Regions from separate parts of the Sus scrofa genome. Here regions 1, 2, 3, 5, 6 and 7 are each linked to region 4. A link is a contact called in public Hi-C and HiChIP or PLAC-seq data. All regions are on one chromosome and are shown on one strand. Each heading gives the region's core, a stretch centred on a gene start, on an enhancer-like site or on the middle of the called end of the contact. The rest is flanking DNA. Distances are from core to core; before and after follow the strand shown.

The links. A called contact is a pair of places that touch in the nucleus more often than the background predicts. HiChIP or PLAC-seq counts read pairs in DNA pulled down with a chosen protein or histone mark.
Region 1: a contact with region 4 is called in a Hi-C map of embryonic fibroblasts, with 6 times the contacts expected there. The contact joins the enhancer-like site here to the promoter of SOX4 in region 4. A contact is called at or near these places in 6 of 47 Hi-C or Micro-C datasets (embryonic fibroblasts, fetal heart ventricle, fetal skeletal muscle and 2 more) and 1 of 2 datasets of contacts at active chromatin or transcription factors (skeletal muscle).
Region 2: a Hi-C map of omental adipose tissue shows a contact between it and region 4, with 4 times the contacts expected there. The contact joins the enhancer-like site here to the promoter of SOX4 in region 4. A contact is called at or near these places in 5 of 47 Hi-C or Micro-C datasets (embryonic fibroblasts, mesenchymal stem cells, omental adipose tissue and 2 more) and 1 of 2 datasets of contacts at active chromatin or transcription factors (skeletal muscle).
Region 3: a Hi-C map of embryonic fibroblasts shows a contact between it and region 4, with 7 times the contacts expected there. The contact joins the enhancer-like site here to the promoter of SOX4 in region 4. A contact is called at or near these places in 14 of 47 Hi-C or Micro-C datasets (alveolar macrophages, embryonic fibroblasts, epiblast stem cells and 9 more) and 1 of 2 datasets of contacts at active chromatin or transcription factors (skeletal muscle).
Region 5: a Hi-C map of fetal skeletal muscle shows a contact between it and region 4, with 4 times the contacts expected there. The contact joins the enhancer-like site here to the promoter of SOX4 in region 4. A contact is called at or near these places in 13 of 47 Hi-C or Micro-C datasets (brain, embryonic fibroblasts, epiblast stem cells and 9 more) and 1 of 2 datasets of contacts at active chromatin or transcription factors (skeletal muscle).
Region 6: a contact with region 4 is called in a Hi-C map of skeletal muscle, with 14 times the contacts expected there. The contact joins the enhancer-like site here to the promoter of SOX4 in region 4. A contact is called at or near these places in 1 of 5 promoter capture datasets (liver), 28 of 47 Hi-C or Micro-C datasets (adipocytes, alveolar macrophages, blood and 15 more) and 2 of 2 datasets of contacts at active chromatin or transcription factors (alveolar macrophages and skeletal muscle).
Region 7: a contact with region 4 is called in an H3K27ac HiChIP or PLAC-seq map of skeletal muscle, with 16 times the contacts expected there. The contact joins the enhancer-like site here to the promoter of SOX4 in region 4. A contact is called at or near these places in 13 of 47 Hi-C or Micro-C datasets (brain, embryonic fibroblasts, epiblast stem cells and 6 more) and 1 of 2 datasets of contacts at active chromatin or transcription factors (skeletal muscle).

The regions. Positions count from the first base shown.
Region 1 is chr7:16,360,216-16,363,382 of Sscrofa11.1, reverse strand. All of the region lies in intron 11 of CDKAL1 (threonylcarbamoyladenosine tRNA methylthiotransferase), which reads right to left. Among named protein-coding and RNA genes, the nearest start is that of CDKAL1, 450 kb to the right of the region's middle. Within about 2 kb of position 1,637, at least 14 of the 83 cell types and tissues checked have an H3K27ac peak or open chromatin away from gene starts, as enhancers often do.
Region 2 is chr7:15,949,476-15,952,321 of Sscrofa11.1, reverse strand. The region is part of intron 4 of CDKAL1 (threonylcarbamoyladenosine tRNA methylthiotransferase); the gene reads right to left. Among named protein-coding and RNA genes, the nearest start is that of CDKAL1, 40 kb to the right of the region's middle. Within about 2 kb of position 1,546, at least 42 of the 83 cell types and tissues checked have an H3K27ac peak or open chromatin away from gene starts, as enhancers often do. A contact at or near this core is called in omental adipose tissue, retroperitoneal adipose tissue, skeletal muscle and 1 more, where this site is marked.
Region 3 is chr7:16,224,551-16,227,490 of Sscrofa11.1, reverse strand. All of the region lies in intron 9 of CDKAL1 (threonylcarbamoyladenosine tRNA methylthiotransferase), which reads right to left. Among named protein-coding and RNA genes, the nearest start is that of CDKAL1, 320 kb to the right of the region's middle. Within about 2 kb of position 1,465, at least 19 of the 83 cell types and tissues checked have an H3K27ac peak or open chromatin away from gene starts, as enhancers often do. A contact at or near this core is called in embryonic fibroblasts and fetal liver, where this site is marked.
Region 4 is chr7:16,885,024-16,888,285 of Sscrofa11.1, reverse strand. It overlaps SOX4 (transcription factor SOX-4), which reads right to left and starts at 1,452. Exons shown (of 1, transcript XM_013977467.2): 1 at 1-1,452.
Region 5 is chr7:17,869,641-17,872,783 of Sscrofa11.1, reverse strand. All of the region lies in intron 2 of LOC106504342 (a long non-coding RNA gene), which reads right to left. Among named protein-coding and RNA genes, the nearest start is that of HDGFL1, 180 kb to the right of the region's middle. Within about 2 kb of position 1,858, at least 2 of the 83 cell types and tissues checked have an H3K27ac peak or open chromatin away from gene starts, as enhancers often do. A contact at or near this core is called in fetal skeletal muscle, where this site is marked.
Region 6 is chr7:15,930,490-15,933,623 of Sscrofa11.1, reverse strand. All of the region lies in intron 4 of CDKAL1 (threonylcarbamoyladenosine tRNA methylthiotransferase), which reads right to left. Among named protein-coding and RNA genes, the nearest start is that of CDKAL1, 21 kb to the right of the region's middle. Within about 2 kb of position 1,548, at least 17 of the 83 cell types and tissues checked have an H3K27ac peak or open chromatin away from gene starts, as enhancers often do. A contact at or near this core is called in mesenteric adipose tissue, omental adipose tissue, skeletal muscle and 1 more, where this site is marked.
Region 7 is chr7:16,299,356-16,302,570 of Sscrofa11.1, reverse strand. All of the region lies in intron 10 of CDKAL1 (threonylcarbamoyladenosine tRNA methylthiotransferase), which reads right to left. Among named protein-coding and RNA genes, the nearest start is that of CDKAL1, 390 kb to the right of the region's middle. Within about 2 kb of position 1,845, at least 2 of the 83 cell types and tissues checked have an H3K27ac peak or open chromatin away from gene starts, as enhancers often do.

The DNA.
Region 1 (3,167 bases), core at 388-2,887, 530 kb after region 4:
GTAACAGGAAAGAGACAGGGTACAAAGCTTGATAAAGGTATGGAAAGAGAAAATCATACATCTTATGTACTTGAAGAGCTGAAGCTTTCTGGCTTTCCAAAACTAATTTACAGAAAGAACGGGAAAGATGATCCATATCAAAGTGTGGCCCTCAAGGTTTCCTGAGACTAACTGGTGCTAACAGGAGGGTGTGAGCTTATGGCCACCCTGGGTCACCCTCTGGGGTTCAGTTCCTCACAGCACCTCGCCATTATATGATGGTGCCCTTTAGTCAGACCTACTGCAACAAACATACCTATATATGGGCTTTTTGTTTGTTTTTTTTTTTAAATGGCCACACCTGCGTTCCCAGGGAGGCATCTAATTGGAGCTGTATCTGCGACCTATGCCGTAGCTCAAGGCAACACTGGATCCTTAACCCACTGAGTGAGGCCAGGGATGGAACTGGCATCCTCACAGAGACAATGTCAGGTCCTTAACTCACTGAGCCACAAAAGGACCCCCTATATACGGGCTTTAAATCAACTCAGAGTAAATAAGTTTAAACTGGTATCAAAGGAAGAAGAAGTTTCCATTTGTGTGTGTTTCTCAAGTTCAAATTGCTATGATTTACTTTCAAAGGCTCATGGTAGAAAAAAATAGAATGACAAAATAAGACTCATTTATCTTCAAACTTTTTAAAAAAATCACATTAAACAAAGTGCTAATGTTCTGACCGTATTTATCCTCATGCTTTCAACCTGACATCATTCTCTCAACCAGTATTTATCCCGAGTGATCTAATCAAAAGGTAACAAGAATGATTAACGCTGATGCAATGTAATTCCTGCCCTGCCCCGGCCTAAAATATATATCGGACAGATAAGACTCCCTATGAAAATCATGAAATGCAGTAGAGATGTGGCATATGATAAAGTGAATACTAGTGCATTTTTATTAAACATCACCAACAAGAGTGTGATGCACACAATATACTGGCATCTCCCTCAGCCATGAGGCTGGATAACCAGGGATGGGCATGAGTGGTATGAGCAGATCACAAGTCATGGAAAGAGCCTCACAGCTGGGCTGTGGAGGCTGCAGTGAGCAGAAGGAGGGGTAAAACGACCACAAAGGTCATCCTCTCCCTCCTCACACACAAAAGAAGCCTCGTTTACTGGTAATGGTTTTCAGAGCAGTCAGCTGACCCAAACTGGTGTCAGGTCTAAGCATGAGTCAAGCTCTCTTGACAACTTAAATCAACAGACGGGGTGCAGTCCACCCGCCACTTACCCGAGTTCCCGCCACAATCCATTGTTTGGGATTAACTGAAACTGATTATATCTCCCAGGACTCTGGGCAGCAGCCAGGCCATGAGAGTCTGGCAGATAATTGACCCCCTCTGAATACTGCTCAGAATGCATTCCCCGGCTAGACACAAACCTGTGGAACTACTCACGACAATATTTTATGTATTTATTTTGAAACAAATAATGGGATAAGATAATGTTTTATACCACCCAAAGATGAGAGAGCTAATTCTGCTTTAAATGCAACTAAATTCTGTATCTGGGGGGCTGAAAAGGGGGAGGCAGTACTGGGAGTCTGTACTACTCCATGTACTAGCAGCTTTTCTAAAATGGGTGGGTCCATTATAAAAAAGCATACAGCTTCTGCTCAGGGGCAGCAGGTGCTGAAATTTCCTTCTGAACAAAAATATCTTGCATATAGGTTCTGCAGAGTTCCTAACCTATTCTCTGTTATTTCTCCTTGTTTAAGTAAGGAAAGACCCAGCCAAATGCAAATTTTATTTAGGAAAGAAGTTTCCAGGCAATATCAACCAACAACACTTCAACAGGATTGACAACATACAAAATTAACTACCAGTGACAAGGACTCTTAAGTGTTCCAGGAAAGCAAAGGTTTACAATGAAGAGGAAAGAAAGGTTTAGAGACTAGTGCTACTGGGGGTTGAAACAGAGTGCAGAGTGAAGAAAGGAAGAAAGGTCTTGAAAGGGTGATGAGAACTCTGGTCCAAAAAAAAAAGACCCCAATTGACAGAATCGTTCTTGGAGACATTAGTAGACTTTAATTAACATGTAGCTGTTGCATATTCACCCTGTTTTCTCAACCTTTTGGACAACGTCTGCCAACTACACTTTCAACACAGAGGGACATTTTCTAAAAATTTATAGAAGTAAAAACAAAAATATTTTCAATGTATTTTTCTTCTTCTGTACTGATTTTCTGTGTATCTTAGATTGCACTGGTCACGTGCATTGGCTTCTACATAGACTGTATCAACTGTTTTTATTTTTTAGGTATCACTTCATGACTCTTCTGCTGTGGTTGTACTTCTTTTGTTATTTTGTTAGGTATCATTGGATGACTGTTCTGTTGTGCTGCTTTTATTATTATTAGAAAAAGCATCAGCAGTCATTTAATGAGTGAATACCAAGAACTGTCTTAAGTCTATCTTAGTGCACATTATCTTAAGTCTCACAACCTTAAAGAAAAGGACTTATCTTCATTTTACTGATAAGAAAACCAAGGTCAAAGAGGTTAAGTAATTTGGTCAATATTACAAAGACAGTCAGGACTTAAATCTAGTTTATCTGACCCTATGGGTATGCTCCCATATTTTGATCTGACTATTCCTGTACAAAAGTTCTTGCTAAGAATAAAATTATGACAGCACTGCAAGTGAATATCTCTACCAAAGTGGCTAGGTTCACAACATACTTAAGTTTAGCATCTTTTTTCTTTGGCTTTTTTTTTTTTTTTTTAACATCATAATACCCATGAATTTGCTAGAGTCCCTTTCTGTCAAAACAGCCAAAATTAGTTGAAGATGTAGGGCTATCCCCAATACACCCAACTTAACATTTTTTAGTCTGACCTTTTTTTTTTTTTTTTTTTTTCAGGGCTGCACCAACAGCATATAGAAGTTCCCAGGCAAGGGATGAAATAGGAGCTGTAGCCGCTGGCCTACACCACAGCCACAGCAACTCGGGATCCGAACCGTGTCTGCAACCTACACCAAAGCTCATGGCAATGCTGGATCCTTAACCCACTGAGCGAGGCCAGGGAATCGAACCTGCATCCTTAGGGATGCTGGTCAGGTTTGTTAACTGCTGAGCCATGACAGGAACTCCCAGACTCTGATTTCTAAGCTGCCTACTCATTCC
Region 2 (2,846 bases), core at 297-2,796, 940 kb after region 4:
TAGCCTGGGGAACCTCCATATGCCACGGGTGCAGCCCTTAAAAAAAAAAAAAAAAAAAAGGAAAGAAAGAAACTGGCTGCTACAGAGGGGAAGAGAAAGGAAGGCCAGAGTGGAAAGAGGCACAACAAACTCTGCCGAGGTGATGGAAGTCTCCTCCGTCTTCTTTGGGAGGTGGCACACAGCTGTACAAAATAGGACAACATTCACTGAACTGAACACTTAAGATCTGAACATTTTACTGAATATAAATCATACCTGAATTCTTAACTTAAAGAAAATACTGAAGCTCTCACTACGGCACAATGGGGTCGGCAGCATCTTGGGAGCACTAGGACACAGGTTCAATCCTTGGCCTGGCACAGTGGGTTAATGGGTCTGGCATTGCCACAGCTGCAGCTTAGGTTGCAGCTACGGCTCAGATCTGATCCCTGACCTAGGAACTCCACATGCCGAGGGGCAGCCGAAAATAAATAAATAAATAAATAAATAGCAAATACCTCTGCATTTACTCTTAATAATACAAAGTAGAGATGTTATATACCTAGGTGACTTAGGGTAGGGAAGATGAATAATAACTGCCTGAGAAATTTGGGATCTAAAACTTACAAGAGTTATATGGTCCAAGGAGGACAAATATATATATTTATTCTTTTTATTCAAGACAACTCCTATTTACATCTACCTCACCCATCTCCTACTGTCTCCCTCAGTTCTGATCACTGGCTCATTCTTCCACTCATCTCAGAGTCTGTGGTCTCTGCTTACACCACGATACTAACAGAGTTAACAAAAAGAAAAAGCTATGAATACTCAAGCAAAACAGCAATGTTTTTATTAAACAGACCAGCAGCTGCGTGAGCAGAGACTTGTAAGTGCATCTGTTCTACAAGATTTTATGTTTAATTCAATTTGCTCAAATCAGAACAGCAAGGCCCTGTAACTATGGGCTGGACAAGGAAATAGTTTTGCTAAACAGAATCCTACATTCAAATGGTATTTGTTAGAAAAGAATTGTACCTATTCATTCATTCACCCATTTATGCAACAAGCACTTACTGAGCACCTATTCCATCCCAGGCATTGTGCACGGTGCTGGGAACACAAAGATGAAGCACAGCCTGGCAGAGGTGACAGACATCTGAACAGATGGTTATAATAATACACTGGCAGGTTCACAGGCCTGGGGTGGTTCTAGGAAAGCACAGAGGAGGAGACGATTTCCTTTGAAGGCTGGATCTTTTCTGGAGTAAACAGGCAGAAAGGGAGAATGAAAAATAGACTCCCATCTAATCTCCACTCCGTATGTCAGGGAGCTTCAGCTGTACCAGTAATGTTTTATGTCTACATCTCAGTAGGGAGGCTATGGCTGTCCTGTATCTTCTTCTTTTAGTCTTTTTCTCTGTTATTTCATAATAAAACACTGTAATGCAAGTAATTCACAAGTAATTCTTGTAAACTCTGAAAACTTTCTCCCACAAGACAGTTGCCACGGTTGGCTAGTCAGAAGTGAAAGTAAAGGAGGAAAAGAGGTGGGCTTAGGAGTTCTCTTGTGATTGGCTGTGTGCAAAGGCCTGGAAAGGCACCAGGGGCGTGGAGAACATATTCCAGCTTCATTTTACATATCCACAGCGAAAAAAATATGGGAGTATATACCTTTCCCATAGAGAGAAAACAGCTTATACCAAACAACAAACTCCATTCATTCCGATCTCTATTCTCTCAGCAAATGTTTACTGAACACTTGCTCCATGGCTCATTCCTCCAGAGAAAAGAAAGTGCCTGCCACCGAACAGGAGGGGTGAGTCAGGTGAGCCAAACCTCCGGAGGAAGGGGGGACACTCTATAGGAAGGGCTAGCAAAGATGCAGCATGGGGCATGTGACAGGGGACATGGGCAAAGAGCAAGCACCAAGCCTTACCCCATTTACCATCTTCATGGGTCACAATGACAAACTGGGAATTTTGCAAAAATGTCTGGCCAAGAAATAAATAAATAAATATATACATATTTTGTATATATACACACATATCCATACATACACACACACACACAGATATTTGTTTGTTTGTTTGTTTGTTTGTTTTGGCTGCCCCATGGCATATGGAGCTCTCAGGCCAGGGATCAGATCCTAGGCAGAGTGGCAACCTAAGCAGCAGGGGCAGCAACACCAGATTCCTAACCCACAGTGCCAGGCCGGGGATCAAACCTACGTCCCAGGGTTCCCAAGATGCCGCTGATCCCCTTGGTGCCACAGTGGGAGCTCCTAAAATACATTTTAAATTTTTTGATTTATTAAAAAAAAAAGGATGTCCTGTACTCCCTAATACCTGCTATCAAAGGCTATAAAATCTTCAATAATGATGCAATACCCACTGTCCTCCCCTTCCATTAACAAGTGATGATTACATTATCTCACCAGTTCCTCCTAACAGAAAAAAAAAAAAAAAAACATGAGAAAATTCTGGACACACTTAGAAGTTCGAGGTGCCACTCTCATGATGAAGTAACACTGCCTTAAGCCAAAATGACTGATGGGAATGTGCTAGAGCCTTTAAGTAAAGGTAGACTTTAATTGACTGGAGTGACTGTGCGATATGCTTACGAGTATAACTCAGATACTTGTTTTTCTTTTACTGTTCTCTTAGACACTAAATGATCAATCTTCACAGCAATTTTTTGGAATCTTCATTTTTCCATCCTAAAACAACTGCTTAATTCAAAATAAATCATACACACACTACATATACATAGCTAAGTGCATTTAGGTACTTTTGAGCTTAATTTTTTTAACTGACTTTCCTCCAGCCTTCATGTAATCCAATACACTGTAAGAATAATGACACTGC
Region 3 (2,940 bases), core at 216-2,715, 660 kb after region 4:
GGACCTTGTACATAACAGGCAGGAAATATTATTTATTGAGCGCTTTTTAAAGCACATATGAGCCATTTTAAACCTAAGAGGGGTAGTCTGTTCCTCCTAATCAGGAAGTATCAATACTTCAAAACCAAATGGAGATTCTTGCCGCTGCTTCCTCCTGCTACCAAAGTGTTCTCTGCCCCTTTTAGGGAGCCTGACTTTGTCAGTGGCACCAGCAGCTTTCAGGGTCCACAAAAATGGGAAGAGAGTCCACCTGAATATCTTAAGACTGTGTAGATACTTCTCTGTCCTCTTGGTACTGGAACAGCCTCTGATGGGAGAGATTTATTTAAAAACATAGGGTTATGGAGTTCCCGTCGTGGCTCACTGGAAACAACTCCGACTAGCATCCATGAGGATGTGGGTTCCATCCCTGGTCCCGCTCAGTGGGTTAAGGATCTGGCACTGCCGTGAGCTGTGGCACAGGTCGCAGATGTGGCTCGGATCCCAGGTTGCTATGGCTGTGGTGTAGGCTGGCAGCTGTAGCTCTGATTCGACTCCTAGCCTGGGAACTCCATATGCCAAGGATGCAGCCTTAAAAAAATAAAAAAATACATAAAAATAAAAACATGGGGTTGTTACGGCTGGCTTTAGAGATGTGCTGACTTATTCAACAATTGAAGGAGTGCAAGACAAGAGGGTAAAGCTGCTATGCGTTGGCACACGGGCAGGTAGGGTGGCATACAAAGGGCTGCTGGAGATCAGAGTCTGCAGAAGAATAGGGGGAAGCTTACTAGGTAACCGTAAGGACGGTCAAGCTCACTGTTCTTGATGCCAGCTCAAGTTTGGGTCCCCACTCCTTTTCACTAGCAAACCTTTACTTCAAACCTCTATGTATGAGATAGTACAGGGGAAACGGATGAAAACATACTCCAGCAGGGGTGACAAGACACAGTATAAATAACCACAATACAAAGTGGAGAAAGTAAAATATTATCAACTACAAGATAGTCTCCAGTAGGGAGAAATTATTTCCAGTAGGAGAAATCACCTCTAATTCCAAAACCAAGATGGCAATTTTGAGTTCAGTCTGAAGGAAGGAAGGAAACCAGGTCAGCAAAGATGCATCATCTTGGTGGGAAAGCTTAAAACACATGTGGGAAAAAGTGTAAGTAGGTGAGTTTGACAGGAGCAGCAGGAAGCGGGGTGGTTATGTCTAAGGCTGGAAATAGAGATCACAAGTGGCCTAAATTTCCAGGCCAAGGCGCTGGGATTATAACCATAAAAAGCCAAATACAGACACTTCAAACATTCGAGGGTTGAGTCAACACAGGGTAAGTAGGAGATTCTGCTTCTGAGAGAAGGCTCAATTAAGAGTGACCCCAATGCACACGTTTAAAATGGGAGCCAAGCCATGAGTCACGCGTGGATGAGTAACAGTGAGAAATGCACACAGAACCAATTTCAGGTCGCAAACACGTTCTCTGAGTTCACACTGAACTCCAGCTGAGGAAGCAGAGCCAGGGTCAGCCAGAGTAAGACATGGTGAGTCACTAGTAAATCAATGACACAGGTCTCTGCCCCAGGGCAGTAAGCTCAGGCAGGCCTGTATGACGGCCAGATTCGTACATCTCAGTCCTGCTCAGCCCCAGAGGACACTTGCAAACTCTGTCATGGTGGGAACAGGACAGAAATTATAGACAAAGAAAGATCTGAAAACTCCCAGGATACTTTCACTATATGTCACTAGAAATTCCTTAAACTGTTGAGGTCTCAGACTGCACAGGTTTGTATGTGAGATGCACACATCTGTCAGGGTCAGAACCACTATGCTCATCAAACGAGGGAAGAGTTTTCACCTCCCTGAGTCTGAACTGCTGTTACAAACATATTTTTGGTGAAGTGTTGCATATTTTGCACCAATGGCTACAGGAAAGCTCCTCTGACCACCCAAGTCTTCCCTGTCACAGCAATGATCAGAAAACAATATAAATGCTTATTTATTCTCCTATATTTACAGCAGTCCAACCATCTCTCCTCCAATCCCTTTAGCATGTCAGGTATATGAGGCAGGAATTATAACTGCCACAGCTAGATGTCCCCACACCCAGGATGCTATACACTAAATAAATGTGTTGATCAAATACGTATATTGACTTTTAGCTGGTTCTGGCTAGCATTTAAGTTTATAATATCTAGAAGACTAATTTGTAAGAAGACTGACATAAAGAGGTAAGAGGAATATATACAGAGAAGTGTGTGTGTGTGTGTGTGTGTTTCATACTGGGAACAGTCAATCTTAACTAATTCTTTTCATTACTTAAAGGTGCTAAAGCAAAACACTCAAATGGACTGTCCTCTTCAATATAAAGAAAACAAAGTGTGTAATCTGAATTCTAAATCTGTTACTATTTATAGAATCAGGATATATTGAGTTTTGCACCACGATACTGAAAATATAAGGACGAAGGACACCAAAACATTTCAATTCTGAAGCAAGCGGGCTTTTACGAAACATCTGCCCTTTTGATAACAATATACCAAGGGAAAAAAATAATAAATGCCTACTAAGCATAAAAGCAATATCATATCTGTGAAATAAATATAGTATCATTCGGGTACATTACTATGTAGAGTAAATGCTAAACCTTCACATCTGCTCCGTGCTTACTACTCGTTGTATCACAGAGCTTAACAAGGTGCAGGAAATCAGATCACCTGTGGAGGCCTTAGTCCCTCAGAAAGGCAGAGTGACCAAACACGAGCCATTATTGATTTTCTCCCTTTATTTACCTGTCTTGAGGCCTATAAAAACAATGTCAGACTGAGGTGGCTTTCCAAGGTACAAGAATTGTCCTGACAATTCCTCCAGATAAACATCATTCCTCTTTCACAGATGAGGTAACTGTAAAAGAGGCTTAAGCCACTGATTCGACAAGATCACACACCTAAAAAAAATGACAG
Region 4 (3,262 bases), core at 203-2,702:
GTGATAATTCAGTCAAGGTGAGTATCAATATAATTGATTATATTTCCCAAGCTGTTTATGTTTCTAGCAGTGAATATTATCAGGGAAAAGTGAAGTTAAAGCAGAGTAGTTTTGTTTATGTTTAAAGCACACAGATCTTTTTAAAGTGTGTACTAAAAAAAAAAAATAGCCACTGGCCTATTTATATTGTTAGCTGTATTTCCCATATTTCAACAAATCTAAGTAATGTCTTCAAGACATACTATTGTTATATGTCCTTAAGAGAGAACAACTGCCAATGACACTGATACCCCCATGGTTGTAAGACATCTGAGAAGTTAAAAATGAAAAAGTTCTTAGAATTAAAGAAATACATTGTTAGTAATTTCCATTGACTTTATAAGAGTTTTAGGGTATACATGAATGCACAGACTGCTGAAATAGGTTTGTTCTTATGTGTTAGTAGTCCTCTTAAAATGTAACAAAACATGTGACAAATGGCCTTTTACTAAAGTCATTTTTCTCACCAACTGAGTATGTGCACACTGGAATGTATTAGGCCTCTGAATAGCAAGTAATGAGAAAAGATTTCTGTGTTCTCACTACCTAACTTCACATGCTTTGTAACCAATTTTCCATTACTGACATTTTTTTTTCCCCAAATACCAGATACTTGGTGGCCCCTACTAAATCAGTACTCAGTGTTCCCTCTGCTGGCTTTGCAGTACATGAAGTAATTCTTAATGCTACTCTTTAAGCCACATTAACAGTAAACCAAGATAATTTTGCAAAAAAAAATTCCTGTTTTAGAATAATAGAGTAATTGTTTTTATTAGCAATGATGCTATACATTCCAAATTTTGAATTAATGTAAATATTTTTAATCTTGTTTCATTTATTAAACTAATAATGAAACTATTTGAGATGTAATATAATATCTGCTAGTTCTTTTATTCTGCTCCGCACACCTGTACAACATAAAATATCAATCCATAAAATGGTATGGGGTATAGATAGAAATAAGATTGTATCCCACTGCTTAATATATTCCTATAGCATAGTGAGGGGAAAAAAAATCTGAAGGGAAATTAGTTTAACAGATCTCTTGGATTTGCACTGATTTGCAAGATTTTGCCTGGCCTTGGTTATAGAAACTATGATTGTAGGCGCTGTTCTGACCTAACAAGTATTCAGTTCAAAGAAAATAAAGAGAAAAGAAATACTTGTCTTTGTTACTTTAGTAGATAGGGAAGAAGCCTGAGAAATTTGATGTCCTTGGCCTTTGCCAACTAAAAGGCCTCAGGCTTTTTGGTTCCATACTTTATGGCAAAGAACCCTCCATCCAAAGCTCCTTTTCTTCTCAATCCGGTAGGCAAACGTAATTTGCACTCCATTTTGGGGGGGCTGATGAAGTTGTACTAGAACTGGACTTTCCTTTGGGTTGGGGGGCATGTTGAAAATTAATGTATGGAAGTAATTCTTATTTGCAAAATATCAAAATAGGGTCTGGGGGTAAAATGAAGTCCATGAATGATTTTTACTATTAGAATGAACTGAAAGATAAAAACCCTGCATTTCTAATAACTTTTTACCATTTTCTACCCCTTCCTAATCAGTGACTGGCACCTGGTAGGTTTATGTATGCACTTCATACCAGCGCCAACTCATTTTTCCTTTCCTTTCAGTATCCTCATGAGAACAAGAAGAAAACGGGTGTTTCCACTGGGCCACGGAGATTTGAAGCATAAATACAAGCTTCTGTCTGCCCCATTTCGCGAGGCAGGAGCAGGGCACACCCACTGGGAGCCTGGGTTTGCTCTGCCACCAGCCGGCTCCCAATCCGGGGAGAAGCCGCCGCCAGGTGGCAGCGCTGAGCCTCCCTGCACTCGCATGGAGACGTGGGAAAACGTGGAGACTGTCAGACTTCTTTCTTCTCCCCCTTCCACCTCTCCCGAACCCTTATCATCCCACACTCTTCCAACGTGTTTAGGTAGCAGTTTAAATGATCAGAGGTTATAGAGTGTGTCGATGAATCTTGATGATTTTTTTTTAAATCATAAATCGAGTTTGGGGCAACGAACAGTTTTGGCCTCCTGTTCACTTGTCAAAGCTCCCAGACACTGGAGACGCCAAGGCTAGCTCCGGTTTGGGTCTAGTAAGTGAACCGGGCAGTTATCAATTACCGTGTCCGTATCTTGCTGAAGCTGCAAGTAGTTAGAAGTCTCTCTCCGAGAGCCGCTGCAAAGGAGGCGCGCTTTACTTAAGGACTGGCAACGGATACCCCTCCTCCTGGAAAGATGGTCTCAGCCAGACGCCTGACCGAGCGCAGCGACTCGGTGGCGCAGGCTCGGCGCTCTTCCTGCCCTGAGCTCGGAGAGGATTCGGCGGGGATTAATGGTGCTCAGCCGCGTTCCGCCGCGCCGGCTGAGACTGGCCTTGCGATTATGGTTACAGGGAGGAAATAAATTGGAATCGACTCAGGCTGTGCTTTTTGGAGGAAAGTCTTTCCTACTGTAAACATGTTTCAGGCGATCCTGTCAGCAGTACTTTAACACCCGTCTTCCGTTTAGGTTTACGACCGGGGAAGAAGCTGAACACACACACACACACACACACACACACACACGCCCCCGCGCCCTCGCCAGCTCCTAGCCCTCCTTTGAAGTTGCAACTGGCCGCCTCTAGCCGGGGGGTGGTTTCCCGGGTGCTCGGCTTCTACATTTCCCCTCTCCACAGGGCCAGCTGGGCCCCTGGCTATGGTGCCCAGTTCCGTCCCTGACCGGAACTGACAGCCACTCGGCCCCCTGGCTTCCCCCGCGCCTTCGCTTTGGACGCCTAAATGTTCCGTGCGCGCTGTGCGTCTGGAACCCACGCTCCGGCTGGCATGCGGCATTCGTACACCGGCTGGGCACTCCCTCCCCGGTTCCACTGAGCCGGCAGCTGCCCGATCAAGAGGGCAGAGCAGGGCGTGTGCGCGGCGGGCGGGGGGAGGAAAAGGCTGTATAGGACGAAGGGAGGTTGACAATTGGTTGCACCCAAACCTTCAAGCGTCCCTTCTCCAGGGATTTCGAAGAGGCCAGCCTGCCTCGGTGCCGCCTCCCGTGCTGTAAAGGCGAGGGAATCGTGGAGTCGCGGCACCCGGGTCCCAAGGCATGGGCACACCAACGCCCCTTGTGACTCGACCTCGGGTCTCATGTTTGGGAGGAGGAAGCTGGCAGGTAAATCAGTGGTAGAGTCTGCGCCCCAGGCGCAGTTACTTAGAAGCAGAGCATGTGTGTGGGGG
Region 5 (3,143 bases), core at 609-3,108, 980 kb before region 4:
CCAGGGAGACCCCTACCCAGTTGCCCCATCAGGCATAGCCTGCTTCAGTTCAAAGATAATACTAGCCACTTCCATACCCAGAAAAATAAATTGACTTATTATAGGAGAATGCACAAAGCTCAAAATAGAATTTCTTAGAGATTTGTGGAAGTTTCTCATGTGACATTTGTTTATTTAATTGTTTTTTTCTGCTTCTAATTCCCATATAGTAGGTGCTTTGTGAAGACCCACACTCCCAGTCAATTTTCAAATTACGTTTAGAACACTTTAACTTCACTAATAGAACCTCGAGTGTTGAGATCCACTGGGAAGCACAGAGAACATAGGCAAATGGAGAAATTAGACCATTTTATAGTGATGCCTTAGACCAGTGTTCTCAAAGTGTGATCCTGGGGCCAGAAACATCCATGTCAATATCTCTTAGAACCATCTAGAAAGGCAAATTCCCAGGCCCTACTCCAAACCTGCTGTATTACAAAACCTGGGGGTGGGTTTCAGCCAGGTGTGCTTGAATAGCCCTCCAGGGGAGTCTGATGAAAGCTAAATTTTCAGAACCACAGCTTTCACCATTTTTGAGGCTTTCAGGATTGACAAATGATTTTGACATACAGCAGTTTCACTTCTTTTCACGATCACTTCATTAAGCTGGCAGAACAGATAGAAGTTTCTCCAACTTTCTCCGAAGAGGAAGACACACTTTAGAAGGGGAATTTGTTCAAGATCATTCTGTTGCTAAATGTTGAAGCAAGACTGGATCCCAGTGTTTCTAGTTCAACATTCATTCCATGGTGAACTCCTACCTGAGCAGCAAAATGACTACCAAATAGATCAAGATGCCAGGGAGGCTCACCTGGTACTAGTGCCATATTGGCTGGTCTGGCCAGGTAGAACCTCTAAATGGCTGAGCATGAAAGTAATACTTAAATTAAATACATAAATGAAATGAAATAAAAATTAGATTAAGGGCAGGATGCAAAGCTAAGGAATGAGGAGAATCCAGAACTCCAACAAGTACAGTATGGATGGTGAGAGAAAAGCAAGCATGCCATGAAAAGCTAGGAAAAAAGGGAAAAGCCTACTTCAAAGATGGAAGAGAGCTCTACTTGGACATTTTTCTTAGGCCTTTTGGCAGGAGAAAAATCATTCCAGTTCAGAACAATGTCTATGATATATACAGAAGCCACAAAAAACTGTTTGGGCCAAAAATACTTTCTAGGCAGTTCTATTCCTCCTTATTTATCTTTGCATCTCAAGTGCCAAAATCAGGGTTTCTAAGAGTGAGAGCAGACCAATAATATCAGAAGTATTAGAGCACTTGTTTAAAATTCAAACTTTTTTTTTTTTTTTTTTTTAATTTTACGGCCATACCTGTGGCATATGGAAGTTCCTGGGCCAGGGACTGAGTCTGAGCTGCATTGCAAACTCCGTCACAGCTGCAGAAATGCTGAATCCTTTAACCCACTGCACCAGGCCAGGGATCGAACCAGCACCTCAGCAGCCACTCAAGCCACGCATTTGGATTCTTAACCTACTGCACCATGGCAGGAATTCCATAAAATTCAGATTTCTAGCCACGCATTACATTTACCAAATCTGGAAGCGGGGCACAATTTGGGGTACATGTGGGTATGTTTGTGTCTTAACTAAATAGCATTTTGTACTTTAAAAAAAAAAAAAAATCTTCCGCCTCAACAAGTAAGGAAGATCAAGAGAAAAAGCTCTGCTTTGTATCCAGAGTAGGAGAAAAAGGTATGATCCAGGATATAATGGGAAAGCCCTTTTGTGTGTTAAGTGGTCCCTACCTGAATTGAACATCAAGGACAGAGTGTACCTATAACTGACTTGTGTGGTCATGCCTGCTCAGACGTATCACTACAACATGGTAAAAAATAAATACTATGTACTCTCTAAGCACAAATAATGTGTAAGTATGTGGTGTTATATTGAAAATATTACTATGGGGGCATGAGTCTGTGGGAGAAATAAAGGGAAATTTACGGACTCAAAGATAGTGTCTGGAAAATCATCTTTCCTGCCTCAACCCAAGCTCCTATTTCTACTAGCAAGATGCAAAGTGCCTTTGCAATTACACCGCTGAATAGATTTCTATTTTGGTGAGAGGTCCTGGCACTGTTTCATCATGCCATTCTCCATGACTTAAATATGAGGAAGTAAAAAGTCATGAAAAACATGTAAAATAATAAATAAAATGGCCCAAGCCATTTCAAGTAAATTAATCTGCTATAAATAATATTTACCCCTACCCTTTACTTCTATGTTTCCCAACATGTACTCCTAGAGATTGTGATTTAGTTGGTTTGGGATGTGGCCTGGGCTTTGGAATTTTCAAAAGGTCTCAGATGATTCTAAGGGTCAGATAAATTTGGGAAACATGGCCTTAAACCAATCACGTAAAGCAAAAGAAAAGCGAATGTTGTCTATTTATTGCACTTAAATGCAATTATTTATTTTCCCTTTTTAAAGCCCTTCAAAGATTTCTCTTTGTGTTTTGTTTTTGTTTGCTTTTCTTTTTTTTTTTTTTTTTAAGGTCTTCCAAGATAAATACCAAGACTTTAGGGGGAAAAAAAAGCAAGCTTTTCATTATCTGATCACTGCTTGTCTTTCTACTTTACTTTTTTTTTTTTTTTTTTTTGTCTTTTCTAAGGCTTTTGTCTTTTCTAAGGCTGCTATTTCTTGGGCCACTCCCGAGGCATATGGAAGTTCCCAGGCTAGGAGTCCAATCGGAGCTGTAGCCACAGGCCCACAGGCCTACGCCAGAGCCACAGAAATGCAGGATCCGAGCCACATCTGCAACCTACACCACAGCTCACAGCAATGCCAGATCGTTAACCCACTGAGCAAGGCCAGGGACTGAACCTGCAACCTCATGGTTCCTGGTCGGATTCGTTAACCACTGCGCCACGACGGGAACTCCCTATCTGTCTACTTTAACTTCTATCTTCTCACATAACAATTCACATTCAGTGAATGTGAAAAGTTCACATATTGACATATTCAACACTATCTGTTGAAAGTGAGTAAATAGGAATGAGAAAGTATTTCCAGATGGCCTTCTAGAACCACTCCAATAGGGACTGGAGTCAAAATTGGAACTGCCTTGTGGGTTTGGGGAGAAGGGCACT
Region 6 (3,134 bases), core at 299-2,798, 950 kb after region 4:
CAAACATAAGGAAAAGCATTGCTCAGGATTTAAAAAACAACAAAGCTAATGTTACTCTACTTGTACGGATAACGCACAATTAGTACAAAATCAAAACCAGCACCACTTAGTAGGCTGTTGGTTGAAACGTGTAGTTTTATGCCTTATATCATGAGAAGAGGAAATTTCTGTTGAGACGGAAAATTAAAAACTAAATATTCCCATGTTCTTTCTAAAGAAGAAAAAAAAAAAAAAAACTGAACGTGGAGATCAGAAAAATCAGCCTGCATCCTGTATCACAGTAAGAAGAATCCCAACACCCTTTTCAAAAATTTCGTTTCACCATTTTTGAGATGTTTCATTTCACTAAAGCATCGCAAAATGTAAACAAAAATTTTAGCATAGAGAATTTAAATATTAGGAACTTGAATAGAGAAAACCATTCAGTTGCTATAAAGAATAATAGAATTCCTTATGTAATAACAAGCAATTCTCCTCCATTTCTAGTCACCTAGGACTCATTTTAAAATAAGAACATGGAGTTCCCATTGTGGCTCAGCAGTAACCAAGAGCATCCATGAGGACGCAGGTTTGATTCCTGGCCTTGCTCAGTGGGTTAGGGATCCGGTGTTGTGGTGAGCTGTGGTGTAAGTCATAGATGCAGCTGGATCCCGCATTGCTGTGGCTGTGGCATAGGCTGGCAGCTACAGCTCCAATTCGACCTCTAGCCTGGGAACTCCTCTATGCCTCGGGTGTGGCCCTAAAAAGACAAAAAGACAAAAATAAAATAAAGTAAAATAAGGACAACTCCTTACAAGATTGCATAGGAAAAATGGGTGAATTTTAAGGGTTAATATAATCTAAATTATACTTCAGTAATTTAAATTGCTTAAATTTTTTTAAAACAAAAACATTAGTTTAGCAACAAAAAAATGAGTTGCTTAAAATTTAAAAAAAAAACTTATAGGAAAAGCATTCATCACAATATGCCAATTAAGATATGCAGTATCTTTACAACACTTTAAGAAATGTATATATTCAGCTCCATCCATTTTCAGGTGATATAATAATGTTACCATACTTCTACAAAGTCTACTCATTCCTGACGCCACAAAGGCAACACTGAGAGTTTTCCAGAAAGTTATGCATAACATATGGCAATTAATTATATATATCAATAGCCCCCCAAATAGAAGCATTTTTAAGACCCAATTATGAAAATGGTTTCTCAATTATATGTGTCCACATCCTTCTAAATGATGGAGTCTTTCATTACTACACATACCCTAATTAATTCTTACCCTGACTTTCATTTCAGTCTTTGGTTTCATTTAGGAAATCAAATCTGTTCTCTGCAATTTCCACTTTAAAAAAATCATACTTTAATCCCCTGAAACAGCTGCTTATCTTCCACAACTTCAACCAATGCATCTTTTACCCTGTCATCCTTCCCCGTCAATTTTCCTCGGTAAAAGAGAGAGATAGCTGCAGAGCAAATCTTTACTCAGTTCCTTCTGAGATCACAAAATGGTTTTTCCTGGCGCAGGCTAGCCATTCCAGAACTCCCCAAGGAGAAGATTCCAAAATGTCATCCACCTAAAACAGAAGGTCTGATGAAAAGGAAACCGTCCAGTTTGACTGCTTCAGCCCCCATTGTTTATTATACAAATAATGTGCCTAGAAGTCTCATTTTATATTTAGTATCTCCAAGTTATGTTCTATGCCCAAATCCTCACGTTGCGTGTTGTCCTGTTTCTGTCTGGGCGGATAAAAGGGAGGGAAGCTACCAAACCTCTTTAGGACGTTTATCCTTGAAAGTTAGAGTTTGTTGGAGAGACTTCATGGAAAGATACGGCTCTGTGATCCAGTAACAACTGTCATCCCTGACACAAATGGTTATCTTGCTGGAAGTTACACCCTGAAAAAGCATCAAATCTACTACCCCTGGGCCATCAGCTCCTCATAAAAGGCCAGCTTTCTATAAAATTCTCAACCTTATAGGTGATACAATAGCAGCTAAAAAGTAATCAGAAACATATTAAGACTTATGAAGGATGTTCTTACTAGTTCGTGCAAACAACCTAACATTACCACAATAACCAGGGAGGGAAAGTGAAAGTAAATCACTGAGAAGAAAGCATTTTTAAATATAATCATAGACTATAGTTTTCCAGGATATAGGAAATATATTTTAAAAATGTCTAAAATTAATTGGAAATGCCCACCTGAGTACATTTTACAGATCAACAAATATACTTCCTATTTGAGTGTATGAAAGGCTCTGTTTACCTTTATATAACCCTTTCTATGTTTAACTTCTGAGCTTCAGAATAATGCTAAGATTCAACTATTATCTACAAGCTCATGGTCACCCTTTGCACTGCAGACCTCTGCAAACAATCACAATAGAATTTATTTTCGCTGTAATTCCAGATGGACTTCAAAACCTTCAGATAAAAGCATCATCTTTGGCTAAAGAATAAAGAATTTCTGCAAGGAAACTCTGCCTTACATTAACAAAATGTTCTCTTCAGCACACAACTAAACCCCTCACTGTACATACTAGTTACTGATATATATACTTTAAGTCAGAAACCTAAATATCAGGATATTTTTAAATAACTCTTTCAAAGGCTAGGTTAACAAAGTCTTTGCCCTTTGTTGATCTCAAAGCTATACAAAATTAGCAACGTGAGTTCCCGTAGTAGCTCAGCAGAAACAAGTCTGACTAGTATCCATGAGGACACAGGTTCAATCCCTGGCCTTGCTCAGTGGGTTACAGATCCAGCATTGCCAGAAGCTATGTTGTAGGTCACAGACATGGCTCGGATCTGGCATTGCTGTGGCGGTGGCATAGGCCAGCAACTGTAGCTCCAATTCAGTCCCTAGCCTGGGAACCTCCATATACCTCAATTGTGGCCCTAAAAAAAGAAAAAAAAAAAAAAAAACTAGGAACAGACATGAATTTTATAAACTCTAAGATACTATGCACATGTAAATAACTGTGTTGATGATGGCAAAGAAGCAAGAAGGCTGGATTACAGAGGAACATTTCTAGAGGCAAGTTAAAAGCCCTGCACTAAGATAACTGGTGATGCTTCTATTGAATTCAACTAGAGATTTAAGAACACAAAAATCAAGATGATGTTTTATTT
Region 7 (3,215 bases), core at 596-3,095, 590 kb after region 4:
TATAAAGCAAGCAGCACGGTTTTTAGAAAATAAAAGCACCTGAGAAACTATACTGCTATTACTATGATTATTATAATGCAGTCTTGAAAAACGTTATCAGTGTTTTCGGGTGCCCAGGTGTCAGTAGTCGCTGAATCACTGTCACTACCCACATCATGCCTTGATGGGTTTAGGTGTGTTATGTTCAGGCTGAATTAATACCTTAGCTGTGGGCTACCTACAACTCAGAGGGTAAAACTAAGCAAGCAATGTAGTTTTAAGAGTAATCAAATTCACAAGTGGCTCCACCTAGAAGGTCACAGTTCATTACAGAGGAATATGCCAATGTTACTTTCTTAGCAGTATCAATAGAAAAGCAAACACAAGGGGAATGTATCTCTTATTTGCCACAATAGGGGCAATATATTAGTCAATATATCTAGTAGCAAATATTAGTATATCTGATTAACTCAATACTACCAACTGTCATCATGTAGTAAGTTATGAGATGAGAAAAAGTGAAAGTAAAAATAGCAAGAATATAAAATAGTTTAAAAAATACAGGCTATACAGGAGGCATCATAAAGGCAGGAAAAGGAAGAGGGAACAGGGACACAATGGAGAAACCATGTTCAGGACTCCGCACATCACAGGATCTTATCTTTATCCTATTAGTAATGAAGATGCATCACAGACTTGAGATGAGGTAAAATAGTTTCATCTATTCTTTCTGACTCATATCCAAATTTAATAAGTTTTACATAAGCTTATAATTATGTTTCTTCAATTCCAGGGTGTTTTCCATATATAAACATATATATATATATATACATATATATATATATATATATATATACACACACACACATATATGTAAATATATATTTGAGATTATCCTTGTCAGTTATGTCATCATTTAAAATGAATCGCTCTTTTTTTAAGAGGCAGTGACAAGTTAAATATAGGGGTTGTAGATGTTCCAATCAGATGACTAACTTGCATGCTTGTTGATGATTAAGAATTTTCCTTCCCCTTCTTTTATTTTTTAATTTTTTGGCTATACCAGAGGCATGTGGAAGTTCGTGGGCCAGGAATCAACCCACACCAGAGCAGTGGCCTGAGCTACAGCAGTGACAATGCGGGATCCTTAACCACGAGGCCCAAGGAATTCCCTCCCTTCCTTTTATGCATCACACATTTACTCGATATCTACTATTTAAAGTGCCACACATAATGTTAGACTCTCCATAAAAAGCTTAATGTGCATCTTAAGTGTAATATGCATCTTTTGTTCTTAAGATTTAATAAAATGTACTTCCAGTAGGCCTATTTTCCATACCACACATTCAAATAATGATAGAAACTTTGGTATTTTCCTTTAAATGATCTCCCCTTTAAACTGCTGAACTAAAGGAAAAAAAAAAAAAGTAATAAAAGAGTTTAAGAAAGAAATCTCAAGAGTCAGATGATTGTGAAGTGAACAAAATGAAGAAGAAGAAAAACAGCCTGGTGAAGTGCTCTATAATTACAGTTTGTAGTGTGAAGTACCTTCCAGAAACACAAGAAGGCTGGGTCCCATGAAGACAATTTGCTGGGAACCCTCATTGTAAGGGTATTTGAGCATCAGAGTAGTTATTCAAAGGTGGCTTCCATCTAGCCCTACAGTTAGAAAAAAAATCATCACCTGTCACTCACTGGTGTTGTTCATTTCCCTTATTTTCAGATTTTCTCGTGTTTTCTTTGTTCCTTATTGATGAACTCTCTTCCACACTTTAGCTAAATAATTTCTGCAGTGGTCTAGGCTTCGTGCAAGGAAGATGGAGAAATACAATGCATTGGAGGGTGGGGGCTGAGGCTCCCTGGCTTGGCTTCCTTCCCTAAGGCCCATTTTCACACTTGGAAGCCAGTGATGCCTGTGCAGCTCAGATGATGCCCTTCCTGTTACAGAAGGAGGTGTTAGTGGAACCCGGTGAGCTCCAGGCTCTCCCACTCAGAGGAGGAGAGAAGAACCACCCACGTGCCCAAGTCTTGCAAAAGGGACAAAGGAGGACGTGGAGAGCGCTTCCAGGTGCTCGGGTCTTTTACTCTTGCGCAGCCTTGCTGCTCTGTTACTGGGTTCCGTTTCCTCGGGATTGCTTTCTCCCTGGTGTGGCACAACAGGACAGGGTGACTCCCTGCTGATCAAGGGCAGAGGAGCGGTGGTTTTCTCTGGGACAAACTCTCCACCTTGAAGCACATTTTCTTTGTGATCTTGTGCTGCCTCCTCTGGCCAGAATGTGAAGACCTCGAAGTTCACATTAATAGAGTGGACTCTGCAGTTTTATTTTATGAAGAAGGCTCTTCCTTTATTCATTCTTTTATTTATTCATTCATTGAGCCACTACAGAGTAGGACAGGTCCTGAGACAGACATGACAAGGCCAACACTATAGCTATCTTAAAGCAAGAATTTTAACAAGGTAATGTTATGACAATCACTCTAACCATAACCTGTGAATTAAATACCTGGTGTTTTTCCAGGTAAGGTGAACAGCTAAGTTTAGCATCTTCTGTTGATTTTCAGCAGCTCTTCCGGAGCATCTATTTGGAGGTCAACAACTCTGGCACTACTTTGGTGCTGAGCATAAGGGTTTGCTATAAATGCAACATTAGTTTCTGCTATCTTGCAATTAAAGTGCTGAATTTATTCCAAAAGGTATTAGGCTACTCATCTCAGAGCCAATACATTATTTTTCCTCCTTTTATTTACTCCTCACTTGAACTTCTCTGACTATAGCTATTTTTGCTTGATCTCTGATTTTTTTAATCCAAAGAAATTGGAATGTTATCAGCTGCATTTTTTTTTTTTTCTTTTTTGGCTGTCATGCTGCATATATAGTTCCTGGGATTAGATCTGAGCTGCAGTTTGCAACCTACACTGCGGCTGTGGCAACAATAGGTCCTTAACCCGTTGTGCAGGGCTGGGGATCAAACCTGCGTCCCCATGCTCCAGAGACGCCGCTGATCCTATTGTGTCACCGTGGGAATCCCATCAGCTGTATGTTGGCAAGGCTTACTCCTCTTCCTACCCACCATATATCTAGCACATCTCCTGGTCTTCATGATGGATGTCTTACATTTACTACAAACATAGCAAGACTGCTACAGCTCTGAGTATATCTGATTTTCACAGAGTCACACTTTTTCAAGTGCCAGGTCAAAGGGTTAAGTAAAAACCAAAATGCCTGAGACTTATTT